Regions from separate parts of the Mus musculus genome. Here regions 1, 2, 4 and 5 are each linked to region 3. The links are chromatin contacts, called in public Hi-C, HiCAR-type and promoter capture Hi-C maps. All regions are on one chromosome and are shown on one strand. The core of a region is the stretch at or near the end of the contact, and the rest is flanking DNA. Distances in the headings are between cores, read along the strand shown. Region 1 holds the start of Wdr53 (WD repeat domain 53). Region 2 holds the start of Cep19 (centrosomal protein 19). Region 3 holds the start of Umps (uridine monophosphate synthetase). Region 4 holds the start of Rubcn (RUN domain and cysteine-rich domain containing, Beclin 1-interacting protein). Region 5 holds the start of Lrch3 (leucine-rich repeats and calponin homology (CH) domain containing 3).

Region 1 (2,700 bases), core at 80-2,579, 1.7 Mb before region 3:
GTTATCAATCACAGCAGGACAAGGCAGTGTGATGAGTTATATGGTGCCAATGAGAGGAAGTAATAGTAAAGTCTCTTTCTTACAAGTTAATTAGCAGGATGCCTAGTCTTATCATCACTTGGAATCGTGAAATATTGTGGCCCTAAGAGAACGTGGGTGAAAATAATGTTCTTGTTAATCAGAGCTAGGAAAAGGGGTAGTGAACGCAAAAGATCCCAGCAACTAGACCTATTTTAAAGCGACATCGACGAACTAATGCCTTAAGTCTACTTGGAGGCCAGAAAAAATACATGCTCATGAGTATCGGCTGGTGATCTGTCTTTAAGAGCAAAGACTGTCGAAAGTAGAAAGACTGCTGAAAATGAATGATGGGAAACCACCTAGTATTTTAAAAAGTGAGGTGGATTACGAAGCAGAACTTCAATCCAAAGAAAAGATCGTTATGGAGAGGAGGGGTGAGAGTGGTCCTGACTGGCTGAAGCCGTGGGAAGGCGGGATGCTGAGGTGAAACCTCTGACTCAAGCTTTGAAGATAAACCCCGAGAGCGGCGGGCGGGAGAGGAGCCGAGCTTCGACGTGGCCCCGGGATTCCCTCACCTTGGCCTTGTAGCTGGGCAGGTTGCAGAGGATGTCCGTGCGCAGAGCCTCTTCTGCTAGGCTGCGGGCGCACAGGCTCCGCCACACCTCGCTGTTCTCGTCGCCGTGGAGGCAGCGGTACCAGTGCTTGCAAACCAGGGCGCAGCTCCGCAGCTCGGACAGCTCCAGGTAGGAGAACACCAACTCCAGCACCCGGCTGGGCAACCGGCCGCCGACCCCGGAGGACCCCGAGCCCGCGCTGGCGCCGCCGCCGGCACCGGCGCCGCCACCACTAGCGCCGCCCGAGGCTGCCCCAGCCCCCGGGCCCGGCGCCGCCATCGCCTCACCAGCCGGCCCGAGGGCCGCCGCCGCCGCCGCTTCGCCCCGTCTCGGCGCGGGAGGCCAAGCCTCGCCTACAGCCGCGAGCGGCTCGCTCACCGCCCCTTTCAGCGCCAGCCGCTCGCGCCTCCACCGCTCCCGCCCCTGCCCCGGGGCGTCCGCTGCGCGCCCCGCCTCACTGAGGGCAGATGGCGCGAGCCGCTCGGGTTCCCGCCCCTCGGAGCCGCTCAGCGCGGGCGCCGGAACCGCCCGCCTCGCCCGGCCTGCCCGCGACGCGCCCCGGGATCCGCCATGCGAGTTGAGGGCAAGAAGCAAGGGCGCACGCCCAGCTCGCCCGCCGCGCCTCTCTGCCCGGAAGTGACTGTTCGGCAGAGGCGCCTCGCTCCCTAAAGCTTGATGGGATTGGATGCTGCGTGTGAGGTCATCGCTCGGCGCCACCGGGAACGGGAAGCCCAGGTATGAGGCTGTTGGCCAGCGGGGTTCGGATCTGTTCGCAAGTGCTTTTTTTCTGTTTTTCCTCTAATGGCCTTGACTCGGCTCTCCTTGGCCTCTCTTCCTACGGAGTTTCCCGTCTCACTTGGTTTCTGCTCCCTCTCTAACTTTGTTCACGACACTTCCCTTTTTTGCTAGCCAATTCTTAGATCCTTCACCTTCAGGTCGCTTGGATCAATTTCCTTTCCCTTTGCGCAGTTGAGGACCTCTTGTCGTGGTCAGGTTAGATCCATTTTATTATATTTTATTTTTTTTTACCTTGAGAAATTGACATCTTCTTTTCCTGGCTAGCGCCGTAGGGGACTCACCAGAACCCATTCTCAAAGTAAGGTGGCTAAACCTGAGCAACCCTCGTAAATACGCAGGTTTTATTATATTTGAGATTAAATAAACAAGTGTAGGTAATCTCAAAGTGTCATTTGAATACTAAGTGTCACAATCTTTTTGGACAAAATATAGTGTGTTCAGTAAAAAGTAGTAGTAAAAAGATTAAGAAAAACGTGTTGTTGTTGGGTTTTTTTGTTTTGTTTTGTTTGGTAATTTGTTAATCCCTAGAATGAGGTAAGGTGGAAACATAAAGATGATTTCCTGGGAGGAAAAGAACCTAGCATTATTTAGTTATGCTATTTTAAAGAGCATTTAGAAAAAGAATAATAGAGACTGGAGTGATGGCTGAGCAGTTAAGAGCACTTTCTGCTCTTGTAGAGGACCTAGGTTCGTTCCTAGCACCCATATGGGTGCTCAAGGCTTAACCTGAGTTGTAGCTTAAGTTCAAGGGGAGCCAAACCCTCTTCTGGCTTCGGGAATGACTGAGCTGTACACACATACATGCTATACACATAAAATAAAGTAAAAGAACTACAGTGTGAGCCAGGCATAGATGAGATCTTTTAATCTGACTTTTTTTTATATATAATTCTCAACGCAGCTCTATGAAGTGATTATTATAATAATAGGGCTCACAGACTCAGGCATCAAGTCCAGTGTCATGCAATTTTTATGTAGTAAACCTTGCCTGAGATCCACCTATGTGTAATTAACTTCCTGGTTTTTAGTAAAAACAAATGAACAGCAGCTGCTTCCCTACCCTGGTATAATTACATGCTTATGATTTGCTAATCCCTTCCTCAAGATGTCTTGCACCAAGTAACCCAAATTCTTGTCTGTTGTGGTCATGCTAATGCCACAGTCTTCTGGTTGTTTTGGTTGTCACTTAGTTTCTCCACATCAGGACTAACTTTAGTCCAAAGCTATGAAGGAGCGTTGACTCACACATTATAATAATGGCCTCTCT
Region 2 (2,700 bases), core at 109-2,608, 1.9 Mb before region 3:
TTGGAATAAGCAGAAATCTTCATAAAATGATTCACTAAAACTATTATTACTCAGTGACTAAAAGTTCAAGACTGGTGAGATGGCACCACCTTTGGTTCCAGCACTCAGTTTGGTCTACATACCAAGTTCCAAGAAAGACCATTTCTCAAGTATCAAATATTAAGAAACAAACAAACCCTAAAGGTTCAGTAGCCAGGTACCCTGCTCTAAAACACTGGCAAGAAATGTGTGGGAAGAACATTAAAATAAGAGTGTGAATCACTGATAAACCTGTTACTCAGCAACATGAAGCCAGGAGAATAAGCAGTTGGGAGACGCTTGAGGGTCCTACAATATAAAAGCGAGTCAACAGTTGCTGGGGGCAAACTGCAGAGAAAAAGAGATGGGAGGGGGGAAACTAGTGTTAGGACTGAAGAGCTGTCTGGAAGTCGCTTAGTGAGCTCCAGGGTTGCAGTTTTCAGGACTCACCCATTTTATCTTTCTACTGATGCAGCTTCTTTTGAGTTATCCTTGCTTCTAGTAAGTAGCCCCTCACCCATATTTCTAATAGTAGCCCCAATTAAAAAAAAAAAATCATTGGTTTACCAAACTGGACACTGGTACAAAGGTTACCTTTCTGGAGTGAGCAGGTTGTGCGTGTGTGCGTGCGTGCGTGTGTCCCTGGGAAGTATGTCACACAACACATCACCTCACCCCTTCTCCCATACATGCTGTTTGGGCATTCTCACACTTCGCTGGATGCCGAGGGTTCACTGCCTCTCAGGCAGCACAAGGCATCTTCAGGGGAACCATAAGCACCCCAAGATACTTCGTGGCTTGCTGTACTTGTTTCGTACTTGGGTCACAGCGTGGCCAGTCCCGCCTTGGAAAGACAAAGCCCGGCTCTGAAGCCCGGGATGGGACCCCCAGCAAAGATCACAAGGAGGGAAGGGCGCACAGGGCCTTTGTTGCTAACTTCCTCCGGCCTCGGGTACCCCAGGCGCCGCGGGTGCTCCCCACCTCCGCCCCAGCTCCGCACACACTCGCTCAGCCCCCTGACCTTTACCAGCGCTGAAAGGGGCGTCGCTGAAGTCCGCGGCGAGCCTGCCGACCAGCCAGGCTGCCCAAAGGAGCAGCCAGGCCACAGCGCCGGCAGCCAGGACGCCGGAGCCCGACGCCCGAAAGGGGCGCTCGGGGCAAGCTGCGGTCACCGAAGGAATCTGAGCACGCTGAGCGCGCGCTCACCTTTCCCGATGACCCGAACAGAACTCGGCTAACACTTCCACCCTAGGATCTCCCTACAACTCCAGGTTCCGGAGAGGCCAGCCCCCTGGCCCCGCCCCTCGTCATCCCGGCCGGGGCGGGGCGAGAGGCTGCGCAAGCGCAAATTGAGAGCCTTCTGTTGCCTTGGGAACGATCCTCGGGGCGCCTAGGTGGGCCCTTGGACCGGGCGAGCTGCCTTAGGACCGCACTCCCCGCGCTCAGCCCCGCTTCCTGCCCACAACCGGATGCGTGCGGGCTGAGCCCCCTGCCTCTGAGTTCACCCCATGGTTATTCCTGTAGGCTATGGCTATCGCCGTTTCCTGCAGCGTCAGGCTCCACCTCGCCTCAAAGTCGACCTAAGCTCCTCTGTGCAGTGCAGTAGGATGGAAACCACCCCCTCACTGCTGTTCAGATGTGCACTTCCTGTACTTCTTCAAGGGTAAGTAGGGTCGCCTTGCATTGGTGAGGACATGAATCGGGACCTCAGTATTCCCTTCGGTGTTGTGGGGAACAAATCTCTAGTAGGAAAAGTATATCAGGTAAAAATACATTAGGTAAATGTAATGTCATTCCTCCCAGTGCGTTAGCTGACCTAGTGCTGGTGCTGAACGGCAGGCAGGTTATGGGGTCTCGAAAGTGGGAGGATAGTGTAATATAGCACTACAAACATGCTATTAAGAAATATGGACAAAAACAAAAAAAAAAAAAGGCCAGGTAGTGGTGGTGTATGCTTTTAATCTCAGCACCCGGGAAGTAGAGGCGGTCAGATCTCTGAGTTTGAGGCCAGCCTGGTCTACAGAGTGAATCCAGGGCAGCGAGAGCTTCACAGAAAATCCTGACTTGAAACAACAACAACAATAATAATAATAAATTAAAAGGAAAACTCTTTAGTGAAGACCTTACGTTATTATCGACTCTATTCACAAGTGTGGCCCTTTGCTTATGTTTGTAGACCATATAGTGTCTGGAAAGTTTACTGACATCACACTCTAGTGAGGTGAACTGGGAATAGTGTCTGGGCATTGGCTCAGATCAAAGGCAAAGCCCAGCAATGTGAAAGGCAGCACTTTATTATGGTTGACCTCATAGGAGTAAAAATCTCACATCTGTCAGTAGGGTGAGAATACAGACTGTGATCCTATATGATAAATCTACCTAGCAACCATAAAATTTGCATTTAATACAGGAAACCGTATGTATGAGATAAAACTAAACTGTAGTCTATATATGTATTTATATTTATGCATATATGTATGTGACATACATATAGCTAGAAAAAAGAATAGAAGTTAGATGAACATTTCATTTTCTCTTTCTCTCACTTTTATTCCTATTTTTCTTTTTTTTTTAAGATTTATTTATTTATTATATGTAAGTACACTGTAGCTGTCTTCAGACACACCAGAAGAGGGCGTCAGATCTCATTACGGATGGTTGTGAGCCACCATGTGGTTGCTG
Region 3 (2,700 bases), core at 69-2,568:
TCTCCTGCCTCAGCTTCCTGAATGCAGGAATTATAGATGTGCACCACCATACCTGGCTACATACATATTATGTCTTGATAGACCTCTGCAAATAATGGAAATATTCTACAGTTACACTAGGCAACAAAGTAGCCACTAGTAACTTTTAACTATTCCATTAGTATGTTTGGTCTTGGGACAAATTCTCATGTAGCCCAGGCTGGCCTTGAGCAGCACTATGAAGTGGGACCTTTAACTTTTGACTCCAACCCCAGTGCTTTATTTATTAACAATTCTGGCAGGCACACTGGCTCCTCTGGTAAAGGTTTTTCTGCCCAGCCTGACCACCTGAGTTCAATCCGTTTAACCCTCAAGACAGAGAGGGAGGGCGAGAACACACTCTGATCTTCGAAAGTGTACCACGGCACGTGCACACCTGGACACACACCCACACCCACTATAAACGCTAATACAAACTTCACAATGATCTATAATCCACACAGAGTCCCTAGCAACACTTCCTGCCATTTCTAACCTTTTATTCTAAATGCCATCTGCATGCAGTTCGGCTGGAGGCTTGTTATTCTAGAAAGCACTGCCTCAAGGCCGACTTGGCGGTGACTCACAGACAACCGACACGAGGTTTGAGAAACAACAGGCTAGAAACCTCTAAGTGCACACTTTACCCTTGCCAACCAAAAAATTCTGCCTTTCTGGTATCCACCATATGGCTTTCACTTCTTGCTACTGGCCATGCACTATTAAATCGAGTCGTTTGATCCGCTACTAATTTCTCCACCCTCCCGCCTTTTCCTTTCCTCCCTAATTGTCACTTTCTGGGGGTTAGGTACACAGAACTCACTCAAGGACTTCTCCGCCGGCCAGAGCCCAACAGGACACCCGGACTCTCGCAAAACACGTGTCTACACCGATCGGTCCAGAAACAAGGTCTCAAAGAAGCTGAAGGCTCCCGGTCCCCAAGCTCCTCCACACTCTCCAGACCAGCAGTCGGGAGGGCTTGCCTGCCTGGTCTGTGGCTCTCCCTTGTCCCCAATTTCGGCCACCCCCGCCATCTCCTGCTCTCTTTTCCCGCCACCCGGAGCCATCCCGTCCCTCGGGGCTGGTACCTGACTGAGAAGACGCGGGCGTGACACGATGCCCCGCAGGTCGATGTAGACTGGGGAGGAGAGCCCGCTCTTCAGGACGAAGCTCCCGAACTTGAAAGCCTGCACGTCATACAGCTCGGTGACCAAGGGGCCCAGGGCTTGGCTGGCGACCTCCATTCTCGCGCGCTCAGTTCGCTCTGGAAGCCGAGGGGCTTGGGGCCCGTGACGTCACCCAGAAGTCCCGCCTCTTCCGCCCCCCTTTCCGGCCCGGGCCGCGGGCTTCATTGAGTGTTCTAGATGCTTCCTGGTTGGGGAGGTGGGTTTTCAAACCTGAAAGCTAGATCGAAGCCTGATTTCCCCCGGAGGGATCTGTAGGCTTCGTTCATTTTTTATTTTGTTTGTTTTGTTTATAGCTGAGCGCTTCTTTATCTGATCCAGTCACTGTTAACAGCCACTTCCCTAATCTCTCAGGGTTTCTTTCCATAAAATAAAAATCCTCTAAGACAGAGCCTGTGGCTACCTTCTTGTATTAATTTTACAGCAGTTGGCGTGGGAGAGTTTCATAGTAATTTGCACATAGAAATCTGAAGCAGGTCACCGTGCACTCAGGGGCTGACAAACTTCCTTTAGACCACTTGAAGTGTACCAGATGAAGAAGGGTGGGGCCAGTTAGGGAGGATCAACTGACAGTATCTATTGGCTAACTGGAAGGGGAATGTTGGGCAGTTTGAAAACTCAAGCATATTTGGTTTACAAAACCCTTAGCTGGTTAAGTGAACTCCTGTAGTCCTAGCTATGTAAGAACCTGAAATGGGAGGATTCCAAGTTCAAGGCTGACCTAGGTATCTAGTGAGCCTGTGTTAATAATAATGATAATCCCCTAAGACTGTATTTTCCTTTTTGTTTGTTTGTTTGTTTTTTTCTTTTTTTCTTTTTTTTTTTTTTTTTTTTTTTTTTTGAGACAGGGTTTCTCTGTATAGCCTTGGCTGTCCTGGAACTCACTCTGTAGACCAGGCTGGCCTCGAACTCAGAGATCCACCTGCCTCTCAAGTGCTGGGATTGACTGTATTTTCCTATTTTAAGGAAATGCCACTTATCAAACAGACTGAGATTTCATTTTGTCTCTTTGTTTTCTCTAAAGAGATCGTGTTGAGCTCCCAGCGTGGAAACCCCCATAGATCCCAGCGTTTGTTTTGGGTTTGAAACAGGGCTTCCTTATGTTACCCAGCCTGATGTAGACTTCACAATGTAGTGAAGGCTCAGATTGCCCTCGAACTCACAGAGATCCATCTGCCTCTGCCTCCTGGGTGCTTGAATTAAAAGTGTTCACCACCATGACAGGTAAAATTTGTTGTCTTGACAGTTGTTTCTCATTACCAGCAACTTCAGTAAGGCCTTGATTAAATAAGAATTCAGATGTTAAAATGCTTTGTTCTTCTTGCTAGGTCAACAACTACGTTCATCTCTGTGTGCTGTTAATTGACAGAATGCTCAATAGATCAGCCTCATTCCCAGCTGTGCATCACCTGCAGACACTGGAAGCCTGATCAAGCCTCCTACCAACCTGTATGCATAAACCTGTGCGATCCAGCTGGAGCTGAAGCTGAAGCTCTGC
Region 4 (2,700 bases), core at 6-2,505, 1.1 Mb before region 3:
TATTTTAAGTGTCAAGAAAAACTCCCTCACGCCATATTTCTACTGTGCCTCTGCTCCTGCATCCTCTTAAGATGTTGAGACCCTGCTTCTGTTGTTCTTGTGGTGCTGAGGATGGAGCCCAGGGCTGCCTGCATGCTAGGCAAGCACTCTACCCTGAATTACACTCCCAACCTAAGACCAGTTGTTAATGAAGCAATCCTAAGTAGGACACACACACACACACACACACATAAGTGTAGTTGTTTAAATTTAAAAAGAAAATAATCCCCCTATTTCTAGAAGCTAAGGTTTTCTGACAATAATTCCACAAAAACTTGAGCTTATTTAGTTTGCATTGTGGAGAAGCAGCAAAGGGGCTGAAGAAAAAAGAAACAGAGGTCCTCTCAGGGCAGCAGCATCTCACTGACAAAGGACATGCACATGATTTCTGTCCCTTCAGCGAGCCCACACCCAGTGCAATCAGTTTCTTTTAACCCACGGGCCTACCTCTCCTCCTCACCCACATTCATCTCTTCCTAACCTTGCTGAGCCATTGTAATCTAAAACCGTAGCTCCCAGAATATCTTAGCACCCTTTTAAAATCGGTCTGGGTTATCACAAGTTTTAACGCAGGGCACCAATCTTGTTTCTGCTCTTATCTATAGACTTTGGCCTATAAAAATCTCACTACAGCACCTCAGTCCTTTCTCCCAGACTCTCAATGTCCACCTCTCCTCTGGCAGTCTTGTATCTTAGTTTCTTCACTGTCTTCCCTGGCCCTCAAAGAATCATACCCACAGTTGCTCACCGTCCCTAAATTCATCTCCTCCCTTGTCCTTATACACGCCCCACCAGTCCCTCCTCTTGGAAATTCTTCCCAAACAAGTCACTTGAACAGTAGCTCTACAGGATGCCGCGCCCCGCACTGCGTGTCATGCCAGCCAAGTCTCCCTGTGCTCCCGCGCACGCAAGCAGCCCCGACTGCCAGCCGCTCCCAGCCCACCTGCTCTTCTCTAGCAGACGCTCCCCATCGCCGCCGCCAAGATCCATTCCCGCGCCCTCCGGACGCATCCGGACTATAAGGCCGTCTCGGGGCCAGAGAGAGGCTCCAGGCCGCTTCGACCGCCAGGGTACCCGGAGCACCCTCAAGAGAGGGGAGGCACCATGGCTGGTGAGCTTAGAACCATGCACTACACCCTGACAGCGACAGAGTCAAGGACTGCTGCCTCAGCTGCCGCTCTACCCCTGCCACCCCCACTTCCGGCTCCAAGAACTACAATTCCCAAAAAGCCCTTCGAAGGCCATCCTTCTCCCGGCATGCACTGCCCCATCCAATCCCAGGCTCCCCTAACCTGGGTACACGTGATGTGCTAGGCGAGTTTCCCTGGGCAGGGAACCTTGATTAAAAGCTCCATGTAACTAACGACAGTCAGGAATTCGAGGGCGAACTCCTGTCACACTTTACTCAGGAAATCAGACTCTGTCGGAGGTTAAAATAGACAATAAAACTGATATAATCCTAACTCGATTAACTTCACTTCAGTCCATTCCTGATTTAATACTTCTTGGTGTTGGAAGACTCCAAGCATTTACACCAAGAGATCACAAACTGAACCAGAAAAGGGCAGTAGAAAGGCTAGGAAGACTTTGAGGGAAGGTCTCTTGCAGGAGTGATGTCGGGGTACAGGTTACTGTTTTCTTTTTCTAAATATTCTTAAATGTATATGCGTGTGCCTGAGTGTATGTGCATCACATGCTTGTAAGGTGCCCGTGAAGGCACCGGAACAGGGACCCTCTACAAGAACAGATAGTTAACCCTTGAGTCAATTCTCCACCCTGTTTTGGTACTGTAGCACAGGTTGGGCTCAAAGTCAAGACCCTCAGCCTCCAGAATGCTGAGATTATAAGCATACACCACCAAAGCCATGCAGAGCAGTTTCTAGGATAAGAGTTTAACAAGGAGGGGAGGAGAGGCAGGAAGATGGACAAAACAGCTCTCACAGGTATTAAGAAAATAGCAGTTTTGAAAATCGTTGCTTCTTAGTAATCAAAACTGAGAAAGGGCAAGATGGTTCAGTAAGTAAAGAAGCTTGCTACCGAAACTAACCACCAGAGGTCAAACCCCAGACCTCCATGGTGGAAGGAGAGAACCAACTCCTGAGAGTTATTCTCTCCCCATGAATGTACATGCATGCATGCACTAAATGTGTATACACACCCAGTATATATACACATATATAAAGTTTTTTTAAAGCAAAGGAGTGGGACACAATGATGTGGGCATTCTCATGCAAGCAAGACCAGGTTATGAAATGACATGTTAAGGAGTTGGAATCAGCCATAGAACAGTGAGTTTTATCAAATGAGAGGGTATGGCAAATGTGCTTACAAAGCTAAGTTTACAATGTGGAAAGGAGATAGAGTAGGTATCTCATTAGAGGTAAGAGCGAAGTAGATAGACTGGTGATCCCTAGACTAGTCTGTGCATGATAGTCAAGAGTAAGACAAATCAGCTGCAAGAAACAAGAGAGAATGGGGCTGGAGAGATGGCTCAGTGGTTAAGAGCACTGACTGCTCTTCTGAAAGTCCTGAGTTCAATTCCCAGCAACCACATGGGTGGCTCACAACCATCTGTAATGGGATCAGATGCCCTTTTCTGGTGTGTTTGAAGACAGCAACAGTGTACTCATACATTAAATCTTTATTTGAAAAAAGAAAAGA
Region 5 (2,700 bases), core at 153-2,652, 1.1 Mb before region 3:
GGGGGCTTCCCTGAAGTTGGGCTTTGAGTGATGAGCAGCTTCTCACACCTCATATTTTCTTTTGTGCTCTGTGATAGATTTTTCTCATCTGTGTCTTAATGTGCTCACATGCATCAAAATCATACTTGGAATTTTGCTCTCTGTCATCCTATTTTGTAACTTCAGGTTTTATTCAAAAACCTCACTCGTTCTTTTTTTTGGGGGTGGGGTGGGGTTTTGTTTTCAAGACAGGGTTTCTCTGTGTAGCCCTGGCTGTCCTGGAACTCACTCTGTAGACCAGGCTGTCCTCGAACTCAGAAATCCACCTGCCTCTGCCTCCCATGTGCTGGAATTAAAGGCGTGTGCCACCACTGCCCGACCCACCTCACTCGTTCTTGCTCTAGAGGGACTGCTTTGCCGTGCACTCTACTCAGCCCAATTGCTGTTTTCTTATTGTAACTGGCCTCCTTGGGTTCCAAAATAAAATTAGCTAATTCTTTAGAAAAGAGACTTTATCTGACAGGCCCTCGAATTCTGTACAGCAAAGTAAATTTGGTGAGTGATATTTGCATCACATATTAGGAATGGCTTGAATTTAAAACAGATTTGGAAAAATAAGAGACTGCAGGACTGGGAGGGTGGGGTTTTATTTAAATGTGAGTGGTAGTTTTCATTACTTGAATGGTTTCCGGTTTTGGTCTTTCGGTTCTAAATTTAATCCCAACATTTATTACATAGCCAGATTTCAATGTTAGATGTAAATATTATTCGTTCTGCTCTAGCTAGTGATAAAATCTGCGCAAACAGCCACAGTATTTAAGACGTTTGGTTTCATTAAGAGCTCTTTCATAAAAAGAGTTCGAAGCCAGCCTGGTCTACAAAGTGAGTTCCAGGACAGCCAGAGCTATACAGAGAAACCCTGTCTCGAAAAACAAAAAACAAACAAACAAAACAACAACAACAAATCTAAAATACATAACAATTTCAACAAGAATTAGGGACTTTGTAGCCGAATCTGCTCACACGGTATGTTTGTTTTCCCGTTCAAGAACTAATAGTATATCCACAAATTCCAGTTCAGATCATCTGGCGGTATGGTGACAAGCTGAGAGACAATTTTGGGCTTATCTCAGGGAGTCCCCTCTAAGTGCCCAAGTTTCTGGCAGCAACAGGGCTAAGGAATCTTTGCCGTTTAATGTAATCCACCACTGAGAGTTGGAGCGCTGTTAAGGACGGGTTTTGGTTTTTGTAGTGGCCTTTTAGGGAGCCCAGGGTACCGGGCTGCTCCAGCTCTGCGAAGTCGGTTCGGTTTCCCTGGAAAACCTGCTTGTGGGCGGGGCAGGCGGCTTGTTGCGCCCAGCGCGTCCGGGAGAGCTGTCCCCGGTCCGCGAGCCCCTTTCCCCGCCCACCCAGCGGATCGCGTGGCGCATGCGCAGAGCCGGGCCGGAGAGTTGTCGGCTGGGAAATGGCGGCCGCGGGCTTGGTGGCTGTGGTAGCGGCTGCGGAGTACTCTGGCCCTGTGGCGTCCGGGGGAAACCTCTCCGGTGCGACCTGTGGGCCGAGCCCTGGGTTGGGCCCTGGTCCTGGCCCGGGCTCTTGGAGCCGCTCGGTCGACCGAGCCCTGGAAGAGGCGGCGGTCACCGGGGTGCTGAGCCTGAGCGGCCGGAAACTGAGGGAGTTTCCCCGGGGAGCGGCCAACCATGACCTGACGGACACCACCCGGGCCGGTGAGCGGGGCGCGGGCATCCCTGCTACCCGGGACCCGTGGAGTGGGGGGCAGGGGGTGTGTGGCGACCGGCCCGAGGCTCCCCGGGTAACGGGGACCGCTGGCGGTACCGCGCACCCTCCCGGCCTGGCCAGACCCGGAGCCTGGGGTGCGGCAGCGCGCAGCAGCATCTCCGCTGCCGGCGAGAGGCAGTTGACGGGTGATCTTTCTTGAATCGCTCTCAGAAATCTCGGCATCAGTGCCCGCCCCGTAGACTTTTTGCCTCGCCCCGGTGTCTGCAGACCACTTTGCATTTGGGATGCCGAATTGACTTTGCTAAGAGTTGGAGCGTGGCAAGCACGTTCTTCCATCGTAGTATGGGTGACGCTGGGTGCTGCATTGTCAAAGGATCCAGGTCCGCTCTGGCGTTTTCCCTAGTGTGTGCGAGTATGTGTGTGTAATGTGGACTCTAACACTGGGAACAGCTTATTTCTCCGCCTCCGTCTGATTTACCGAAAAGTACTTGTAAAAATAGGCCATCTTTAGGTGCTCAGGACTTTCGTCTTCCATTCTTACCGCCGCCTAAGAAAACATGAAAAGAAGTAGGATATTGTCTACCACATCTATATTTGCTTTTCCCTTTAAAAACATTTCTGCGCCTTATATTGTTTAAGACAGGAAAGAGAATGGGGATTAAGTATTATTTGGTTTCCTTAGTTGTGGGAAACAATGTATGGTAACTGAGGTATTCAACATACTATATAATGTGTTCCTCTTGTGTTTTAAATATAGCTTCCTCCGGGAGTAGATTAAGAATTGAGTCCTTTTGTTTTACATAAGGGGAGGGGTCCCCTCAGAAGTAGTTTAAATGTTTTGTGTTTATGTCATATACATTGTTTCATCCTCATTCTGCTTGATTTTAAAATGTGAGAGTTAATACTTTTTCTTAGGCTTGTGTAGTCATCAAAGATTGGTAATTATTACATATTTCACTAATGTTGAAAAAATAAATAGAG

The links. Promoter capture Hi-C pulls out the DNA fragments that hold promoters and counts their contacts. A called contact is a pair of places that touch in the nucleus more often than the background predicts. HiCAR-type assays count read pairs that join an accessible place to other places. Capture Hi-C pulls out chosen DNA fragments and counts their contacts.
Region 1: a promoter capture Hi-C map of adipose tissue shows a contact between it and region 3, with 4 times the contacts expected there. The contact joins the promoter of Wdr53 here to the promoter of Umps in region 3. A contact is called at or near these places in 3 of 39 promoter capture datasets (hippocampal neurons, liver and pre-B cells) and 1 of 9 other capture datasets (adipose tissue).
Region 2: a contact with region 3 is called in a Hi-C map of B cells, with 6 read pairs. The contact joins the promoter of Cep19 here to the promoter of Umps in region 3. A contact is called at or near these places in 1 of 39 promoter capture datasets (hippocampal neurons) and 1 of 484 Hi-C or Micro-C datasets (B cells).
Region 4: a HiCAR-type map of astrocytes shows a contact between it and region 3, with 3 times the contacts expected there. The contact joins the promoter of Rubcn here to the promoter of Umps in region 3. A contact is called at or near these places in 8 of 39 promoter capture datasets (the 3T3-L1 cell line, 3T3-L1-derived adipocytes, the HPC-7 cell line and 5 more) and 1 of 115 datasets of contacts at active chromatin or transcription factors (astrocytes).
Region 5: a promoter capture Hi-C map of pre-B cells shows a contact between it and region 3, with 2.6 times the contacts expected there. The contact joins the promoter of Lrch3 here to the promoter of Umps in region 3. A contact is called at or near these places in 2 of 39 promoter capture datasets (hippocampal neurons and pre-B cells) and 1 of 115 datasets of contacts at active chromatin or transcription factors (large pre-B cells).

The regions. Positions count from the first base shown.
Region 1 is chr16:32,245,898-32,248,597 of GRCm38.p6, forward strand. It overlaps Wdr53 (WD repeat domain 53), which reads left to right and starts at 1,330. Exons shown (of 3, transcript NM_001185162.1): 1 at 1,330-1,370. It overlaps Fbxo45 (F-box protein 45), which reads right to left and starts at 1,128. Exons shown (of 3, transcript NM_173439.2): 1 at 597-1,128. The coding sequence starts at 914.
Region 2 is chr16:32,098,431-32,101,130 of GRCm38.p6, forward strand. Cep19 (centrosomal protein 19) reads left to right here and starts at 1,359. Exons shown (of 4, transcript NM_025892.3): 1 at 1,359-1,681. It overlaps Pigx (phosphatidylinositol glycan anchor biosynthesis, class X), which reads right to left and starts at 1,297. Exons shown (of 6, transcript NM_024464.3): 1 at 1,040-1,297. The coding sequence starts at 1,139.
Region 3 is chr16:33,965,720-33,968,419 of GRCm38.p6, forward strand. Umps (uridine monophosphate synthetase) reads right to left here and starts at 1,319. Exons shown (of 6, transcript NM_009471.3): 1 at 1,107-1,319. The coding sequence starts at 1,262.
Region 4 is chr16:32,867,111-32,869,810 of GRCm38.p6, forward strand. Rubcn (RUN domain and cysteine-rich domain containing, Beclin 1-interacting protein) reads right to left here and starts at 1,256. Exons shown (of 19, transcript NM_172615.4): 1 at 983-1,256. The coding sequence starts at 1,050.
Region 5 is chr16:32,912,698-32,915,397 of GRCm38.p6, forward strand. It overlaps Lrch3 (leucine-rich repeats and calponin homology (CH) domain containing 3), which reads left to right and starts at 1,403. Exons shown (of 21, transcript NM_001081255.1): 1 at 1,403-1,706. The coding sequence starts at 1,445.